Linked DNA regions of Pan troglodytes: all the other regions are linked to region 2. Evidence: chromatin contacts called from public Hi-C data. All regions are on one chromosome and are shown on one strand. The core of a region is the stretch at or near the end of the contact, and the rest is flanking DNA. Distances in the headings are between cores, read along the strand shown.

What was found. A called contact is a pair of places that touch in the nucleus more often than the background predicts.
Region 1: a Hi-C map of induced pluripotent stem cells shows a contact between it and region 2, with 2.3 times the contacts expected there. The contact joins the promoter of APH1B here to the promoter of TPM1 in region 2. A contact is called at or near these places in 1 of 7 Hi-C or Micro-C datasets (induced pluripotent stem cells) and 1 of 1 datasets of contacts at active chromatin or transcription factors (stem cell-derived excitatory neurons).
Region 3: a contact with region 2 is called in a Hi-C map of stem cell-derived neural progenitor cells, with 4 times the contacts expected there. The contact joins the enhancer-like site here to the promoter of TPM1 in region 2. A contact is called at or near these places in 3 of 7 Hi-C or Micro-C datasets (blood, induced pluripotent stem cells and stem cell-derived neural progenitor cells), 1 of 1 datasets of contacts at active chromatin or transcription factors (stem cell-derived excitatory neurons) and 1 of 1 other capture datasets (stem cell-derived neural stem cells).

Annotation. Positions count from the first base shown.
Region 1 is chr16:55,265,694-55,268,393 of NHGRI_mPanTro3-v2.0_pri, forward strand. It overlaps APH1B (aph-1 homolog B, gamma-secretase subunit), which reads left to right and starts at 1,346. Exons shown (of 6, transcript XM_523094.7): 1 at 1,346-2,531. The coding sequence starts at 1,912.
Region 2 is chr16:55,031,594-55,034,293 of NHGRI_mPanTro3-v2.0_pri, forward strand. It overlaps TPM1 (tropomyosin 1), which reads left to right and starts at 1,414. Exons shown (of 9, transcript XM_001173721.5): 1 at 1,414-1,683. The coding sequence starts at 1,570.
Region 3 is chr16:54,886,122-54,888,821 of NHGRI_mPanTro3-v2.0_pri, forward strand. No RefSeq gene overlaps it. Among named protein-coding and RNA genes, the nearest start is that of MIR190A, 73 kb to the left of the region's middle. Within about 2 kb of position 1,315, at least 9 of the 24 cell types and tissues checked have an H3K27ac peak or open chromatin away from gene starts, as enhancers often do. A contact at or near this core is called in stem cell-derived neural progenitor cells and stem cell-derived neural stem cells, where this site is marked.

The DNA of each region.
Region 1 (2,700 bases), core at 96-2,595, 230 kb after region 2:
AGCCCTTCTTTCTGAAATGTTTTCCCCTTGGCTTCCACAGCACCACATTCCCCCAGTTTTCTTGTTACCCTCTTGGCCACTCCTTTTCAGTTTCTTATGAGGTTCCTCTTCTCCTCATACCTTTAATGTTGGTGTTCTGACATAGGCCTTGTTCTGGCTTTACTAGCTATCTAGGTAATTCTATTCTATGTACTCTCACGGCTTCAGGTATTCTGGTCTCAGCTCTGATGTTCAGTCCATTTCTCTCCTGATCCTGTATATGTAGTTGCCTACTGAACACCTCCATTTGGAGTGCTACAAGTATCTCAGTCTCAAGGCATCCAAAATGAAGGCCAGGCACGGTGGCTCACGCCTGTAATCCCAGCACTTTGGGAGGCCAAGGTGGGCAAGTCACTTGAGGCCAGGAGTTCAAGACTGGCCTGGCCAACATTGTTCACACTGTCTCTACTAAAATACGAAAATAACCCAGGCATGGTGGCGCGCGCCTATAGTCTCAGCTACTCTGGAGGCTGAGGCAGGATAATTGCTTGAACTCGGGAGGCAGAGGTTGCAGTGAACTGAGATCACACCACTGCACTCCAGCCTGGGCGACAGAGTGAGACTACGTCTCCAAAACAGTAACAACAAAATAACAAAATGGTACTCATTATCGTGTCTACTTTGCCATATTCTCTCCTCCTCCTGTCTCCACAGCATCCACTTAAGCCCGAACCCTCTAGAAGCCCACATCCTTGACTCTTCCCCCATCTCACTCTATGTAGCTCATTAGTCACTAAATTCTGTTTGTACAATTCCTAAACTTCTATTAAATTTGTCTGCTTCCCTCCAGAGTCCTGCTAATTCCCTGATTCAGGCCACTGCCATCTCATTCCTGCGTTGCACCGAGGACCTCCAGTCTGGAAGCTCATTTTCCATATCTTTACAAAGCAGATCTATCACTCTGAACTGTTGTCTCGACCCGAGTTTTGATAGGTATTGTGCTGGGATCTGACCATTCAAAATACAATCACTGGAATCTGAAGAAGTATTCTGTGGGAGTGAATGGAAATATATATGACTTTTAAATGGGCAAAGGTAATGTTTTTCTGTAAGAATTAAATACCTGCAGTTGTATTATTTGAAGGTGCATTTTCAGGGGCGAGCTGCAAAACATCTGTCAGGTCCCAACATTTGTCTACTGGTGTTTTTTTAAATGTGGATTGCCAAAATCTTTATTCATGATGGACATTATGTAGGAGTGGTTAATACTTACATAGCACTTACCTGTGTCAGGCACACTGATCAAACTAACCGACGAAGTATTATTCAACATAAAGAAAAATCTAACTTGGATGTGAATGATCAGAGAACTTAAGTTTTAATTTTTAAACCTTTCAGAAATTGTTAATATAGATGTTTATAACTTCTACTTTTTAAATTATTTCACTTATTGAACAGATATTAGTGAACTTCTAGGTGCTGAGGAAACAACAAAGAGCAAAGCAAAGTCCCTGTCCCCCAGGAGTTCGCGTTTTAACGGGGAAGAAAAATAAGCAAGTGAAATGGACGACTGTGAGAAGACGGAGCAGGGAGATGTTACTATTGCTTGTAGGGTGGTCACAGAATGCCTGCAAAAACAACCCTTTTGAAGAATTGGGAAAAAAATAAAAACCATTTGGCTGAAACAGCCCTGAGAAGGGCAGCTTCTTCCACCACTCTTTCATCATTTTACCATCTGTGGGTTATCCCCGGGGTCACTGCTATCCCAGCCTAGGTTTTATACAGGATGGAGTACGAAGTTCCCGCAACTATCCAAACGGTAAAATGTGCTTAAAAAAAAAAACCTATTTAAAAAGGAATCCTGCTTGTTCCTGCGCTACATTTTTCTTTAGTCTCTTTGATTGACTTGGAATCTCTGCCTGTTCTCGGTGCATGCGGCTCGAAGGTGGGCTAGGGAGCTCCCCTTCTCTTAACCACCTCGCAGCCGGCACTGGAACCCGATCGGAGTGTATCTGTGGGGCTGCGGCGTTGGCTCGGGCCCTAACGTCGCCGAGGACGCCCGCTTCGGGAGCAGGAGCTGCGGCGTGGCCCTGGCGCTTCCGGACACCCGGTAGGGCGGCGGGCCCAACGGTGGGGTCCGCGCTCACCGCCTTGAGCCCGCCCCTGCGCCCGGCGCCCTCAGCCCACGCCCCGCCCAGTCCCCCAGGCCCTAGCGTTTACCCCCACGCCCCGCCTCGCCCCGCGACCCACGTACCCCGCCTCCGAGCCCCGCCCCCGCCCCCACGTGCCCCGCCCCCGTCCCCGTGCCTGCCCCTGAGCCGCGCCCCGCCCCCCGCGTCCCGCTTAGCCCCCCACCCCGAGCCCCACCCACCGAACCCCGCCCGCGCCGGGAGCATCTCGCGTCCCCAACGGGCCCCCGGGTCGGTTTCCGCGGTGGCCATGACTGCGGCCGTGTTCTTCGGCTGCGCCTTCATTGCCTTCGGGCCTGCGCTCGCCCTTTATGTCTTCACCATCGCCACCGAGCCGTTGCGTATCATCTTCCTCATCGCCGGGTGAGGCGGTCGCGTCGGGAAACCCGGACGCCGGGGCTCCCCTCCCCCGCTGGGGTTACCCGCGACCCTCGGCGCCCCCACCGCGCGGCTCGACCTTGTTGCGTTTCAGACGGGAGGAGGGTTGAGAGGGGGAGAGCGGAGATCCGGCTCCCCAAAGGCGCCTCGCCCT
Region 2 (2,700 bases), core at 164-2,663:
GGTTAGTGGAAGAAACCCGATAAAATCTTGGAGAGGAATTTGATCATTCTCTGAAGGACTTACAAGTTGTTTGGCCTGCCTAATCTGCTCAGATACCGTCCGGGGAATATTCGGTAACCATGCAGTACAGACTGTGAATTATTCTGTGGGGACTATTAACAAGACCCTCACCAACCCTGCCTCAGCTGATCTCAGGGCTTGGGGGCAGCCCCCCTCCTTCCCTCCCACTGAAGCTCTGAAAAAAAGCAGCCTTTCCCCCTTGGGGGATGGGAGGAGTAGTTAAAAATAAGAAGTGTTGGGGGAAATCCTCCTCCTTCCAAGCACAGCTCACCCGGCAGAGCCTCCTCAGAGTTGCGGCTGCGGATGCAATGACTTAGCCAGGTTAACGCCGATCCCATGTTTTCCGAAACCTGGCACCTAAGCATCTCACATGGAAGGCCGACTCCCTAAAATCAGTGCAAGAAAAATGATAACAAGTTATATCCGGAGGGACCTCGGGGATTATCTACCCGCTGGATTTAAAGTTGAGGAAGCCGCGGGCAGCAAACAAGGTCTCACAGTTGCTGGTGGCAGAGTAGAGACCACAGACCAAATTGCCTAAGTCTAAACTCAATGTTCTTTCCCCTTAGACTGCCACCCGCACACACACGCACACATGCACACCTTTTTGGAGGCACTGCACAGCAAGCACAGAAGTACGCCACTGAGTCCTGTGTCCCTAAAGTATTTGACTGTCCCTCCGCTGGGGGAAAGGGCAGGCAGAAAACAAGACTCCGTGTGCTGTCGCTGTGCCGCCCCCTGCCTCTCTGACCCGCGCCCGCAGAGAAAGTCTCAAGAGCCGCCCCAGGCTTTCTCCCACGTTCTCCCTTTCTCTGCTGCAGTTGAGTTTCCAGAGCGTAAGCGCGCAGGATGACACCTGGCTGGCTGAGAGCTGCCGGGGAGGCGCTGGCGGGTGCCGAGAGCGCACTGACCCTGACGCAGGGTGCGGCACGGCTGGGAAGCCCCCGGGCCTTTGGCTAAGCGCGCCGGAGGACGGCACAGGGGGGCGACGCGCATCCACCACCTGGTCCGCGCTCTCCCGGCCTCCGGCAGCTCAGGGCGGGCTCGGTTGGGGACCCTAATGGCTGGGTGCCGGCCCTGGGAGAAGGGGACGCGGAGGGCGGAGGGTTGCGCCTCGGCCCCGGCTCAGCCCCAACGCCCTCTCCCTGGCGCGCAGGTTTAGAAACAGGGCGGCCTCTCCGGCCGCCGCCTCGGCGGCTCGGGTCCCCATATATAGTCATATCCACCGTCAACTGGGAGGCCGGCGGCCGGCAGCGAATGGGCGAGCGGCCCCCGCGGGAGGAGCGGGGAGGGGGCACGGGGCGGAGGGAGGAGAGGAGGAAGGGGGGCAGGAGAAAAAAGCTTTTCCAAAAAAGTATTGGCTGTCTTGAGGAATGCGGTCGCCCCCTTGGGAAAGTACATATCTGGGAGCAGCAGGCGGCTCCGCGCTCGCACTCCGGCTCCTCCGCCCGACCGCGCGCTCGCCCCGCCGCTCCTGCTGCAGCCCCAGGGCCCCTCGCCGCCGCCACCATGGACGCCATCAAGAAGAAGATGCAGATGCTGAAGCTCGACAAGGAGAACGCCTTGGATCGAGCTGAGCAGGCGGAGGCCGACAAGAAGGCGGCGGAAGACAGGAGCAAGCAGGTCTGCGCCTCCCCGGCCCTGCGCCCGCGCCCAGAGCGCCGGGACTCGGGCCTGGCACCCCCGGCTGGATCCCCACCCCGAGGACTCGGGGAGCCACCACCCTACCCCCACCACCACCCAGGGCGGCCAGGGCGCGCGTCTGGAAAGAAGGAAGGGAAACGCAAGAGCCAGGCTTAGTCTAACTTTGTAGTCTGGTCTGAGGACGCTTATTTCCCTTCTCTGGTTCCCATGGCCCGCGAAATCAAGTCCTAGAGGCGCTTTATTCTCAGGACTGGGAATCAGTTTGGGGGAGGGAGGAGGACACCCGGTTCCCGGGGACGTTTGAAGGAAGGGCGAGGGATGGAGAAAGGGGGTCGAGTAACTCAAGTGTTAGAAGTTCGTTGACTTTTGACTGGGGAGAAAGGAACCTTAAACTTGGGGAGGAGAGGGGAGTCCTGGAGTTGTTACCTAAGAACAAAGATGGGGCGGAATGGAGGCTACAGCCCGAAAGCCAGGCCAGCAGTGGCGTTCTTCTGTGTCCCCAAGTAGTGGACTTGAGCCCGCTGAGACCTCGGCAGGAGTCTCGTCCCAGGGCAGGTGGGTGTGCGGGGTGAGCCGCGGAGCGGTTCCAGCTCGGGTAAAGAGGAAGTTACCTCGGGTCCTTTGCACTCCAACTCGGCGGCTCCCCGAGCCCGAGGGGCCCCAGCCAACCCGACGCCCGTGTGTTGTGTGTGTCTAACACCCGGTCCGTGCCGGCCGCCCGCGCCCGCCCGCCGCTGCCCCCAGCTCGAGGAGGACATCGCGGCCAAGGAGAAGTTGCTGCGGGTGTCGGAGGACGAGCGGGACCGGGTGCTGGAGGAGCTGCACAAGGCGGAGGACAGCCTCCTGGCCGCCGAAGAGGCCGCCGCCAAGGTACCCGGGGCGCGCGGCACGGCGTGGCGCACGAATGGCTAACTCTTTCTCTTTCTCTCTCTCCCTCCCTGTCTTTCCCTCTGTCTCTCCCGCTGTCCCTGTCCTTCTGGTTCTGTGCACCCACAC
Region 3 (2,700 bases), core at 65-2,564, 150 kb before region 2:
TCAAATAGGGGTGCAACTGTTCCATGAAAGGGAACAAAGAGACTGAGCTACTAGACACCAAGCTGTTTAGGACTGAACCCATTCCTGTCCAAACGGAAGTGATCCAGAGGGACTCTGAAAATTACAGAAGTCAAGAGATTTCATCATCTTTATTCAAAGAAAGGGGTTTGTTTGTTGATTTTTTGGATTTTTTTTTGGACCACAGCTCTATCTACTCCTTGAGGAGTATGGATTATTAAGTAAATCAGGTAATTATTGACTAAGAAGTGACGGGCCACTGCGATTGATAAATTAACCATGTCTGTTTTTCTTCTGTAGCTCACTGGAAAAGAATGTGGGGGATTTCCCCTCTTCTTCTTCAGAGGCCTTCCTGTCTTGAAGGCTAGGCTTCTCTTGCTCTGGGGGAAAGTTAAAGGCCTTTCTTTGATTTTCTAAGGGTCTGTAGACCTAACACTTACTGTTAGAGGTTGCGAGGGCTGGGGAGGGGGCCGAGGGCTAGAGGTCATTCAAGGACTGGCAGGACCCTTGGGTGCCCAGCCTCTTACCCAGGACCCCTGAGGTGCCAAGGCCTCTGGGGAGTGGCTGGGTGGGCAGTGTGCTTCTGGGGACTGGACACTTGCACTGTGGCCTTGAATTTGGAGGATGCCGTGAGCAGCAGCCTTTTACTGGTTTACCTGGGCATGGACAATGAGCCACTGGGCAGTGACCGTAACAGACCTGATGCCCTTCCCCCAAGTTTCGAGGATCCTGAGGCCTCAGAGTTCTGCATAGGAGGAGAGGAGGGGCCTTGAAAAGAGGCTGGGATTGAATTTTTCTGAGGTCCTAGTAGGTGTGGGGTCTAAGGATGATCTGATTTAGAAATTCATGAAATGTGTCATTTCTTGCCCCAAGCATTGTGGAACAACTAATACCAGTTACACTAGTGATGACCAAATCCTGCTGTAAATTGTTCTAACATATTGTGTAAAACAGGCCTTACCACTTTTGTAATCCCTTGCAAACGGCTGATCGATAACCAACACAATATAATATCCCAAGCCCTTCTTTTGGTAGAAAAAATTTCCTCTAGCCTGGTAATTTAAATTCCAAATTACCTCCAGATGATGCTATTTAAATGCCCTGTGATTAAATCTGCACCAAGTGGAGTTTCTGTGGGAAACTTCGCTGCCTCCTAGGGCATCCTGCGGTGTTTTTTAAAGGCCGGGGATCTAGAAATGCTACTCAGGGCCTCGGAATCTTTGTCTACATGACTCAGCCTTGGGGCCCCGGGCCCTGGACACTTGCCCAGAGCTGAACATTCAACTGGACGTGCCACAGGAGGAGCATGCGGGGAGCCAGGAAATATCTCCGGAATCTCACAATGCTTTCTCACCTACCCTTATTAGACCAAAGAGGCAGAGCCGCAGGGGTGGGGGCCGCGGGGCAGAGGGCAGCGCCTGCCGGGTGGGAGGGAACCTGTGTGTGCGCACACACATTGTTCACATGTCATAGTGTCTCCGTGTGTGTCTGCGTCTATGCATGTGTCTCTGTGTGTCTGGGTATTTCTGTGTGTCTGTGTGTGCATCTCTGCATGTCTTTGCATATCTGTACATGTTTCTGTGTGCGTGGGTCTGTGTCTATGTGTGTATACATCTGTTCATATTTCTCTGTGTGTCTGTCTCTATGTGGCTGTGTCTCTGCATATCTTTGCTTATCTGTACATGTTTTGGGGTGGGGGTCTGTATCTCTATGTGTCTGTGTGCCTACGTGTGTGTCTGTAAGTCTGTGTGGGTCGCTGTGTCTGTCTGTGGCTGGGAGAGGGGTCAGGAATGCTTTTGGAGTCCCTGGTTTTCTAAGAGTAGGAGGTTCATAGCAGGAGAGGGCTAACTCTTCAGTCCAGACCCCCCCTCTGGGACCTGCAGACCACCTGCAGCCCCACCCAGTGTAGCCCCTGCCCCGCGTGGCAGTCAGGAAAGAAAGCGAGGGCTGGGCGTGAACTTTGGTTAGGTTGAGATGCGTGGGGAAGAAAGCAGAAGGGAGGGTGTGTGTGGGGAGCAGACCTGCACCCTCCCGAACAGCTGGGGAGGCCAAGGCGGGGTAAGGCCCAAACCTCACTCCAAAGCTCCCAACATACAACCCAGCAGTTCCCAGTGGAAAACTTGCTGGGGTTTGCAAAGTACCCTCCTCCCCAAAACTGCATCTTTGAGCATGCACCCAGGCAAAGGCTCACACTTCTCTCTCTTCCCAACGCTGCTTTGGGAAACCCTCCTGCACCATAGAATGTGGGACAGGGACACCCTTACTTTCGAGTGCCAACTTTGGTTGGGCACTCCTCTGGACGCTTTCCATTGATCTCACTTAATGTACTTAACAGTGACCTAGGCTTTGTTATTCCTCTTTTACAAATAAGGAAACTGAGGTACAGGGAGGGGAAGCGGGTTGCTTAAGATAACAAGCTGGTGAGTGTCAGAGCTGAGGCAGAACCCAGGTGTGCTGAATTCTGGAGTCATTTTCTTACCTGACAGCCCTCTACCTCTGGATGGCCCTCTCTTTACATTTAGAAGTGTGTACAGACACACACACACACACACACACACACACACACACACACACACACACCTTAGAGCCCTTTTATAAGACACTAGAGCCTAGACAGCAAGGGTGTCCACATCATGGTAGTCTCCATTTACCATGTACATACAAAACCACAACAGAACTGTA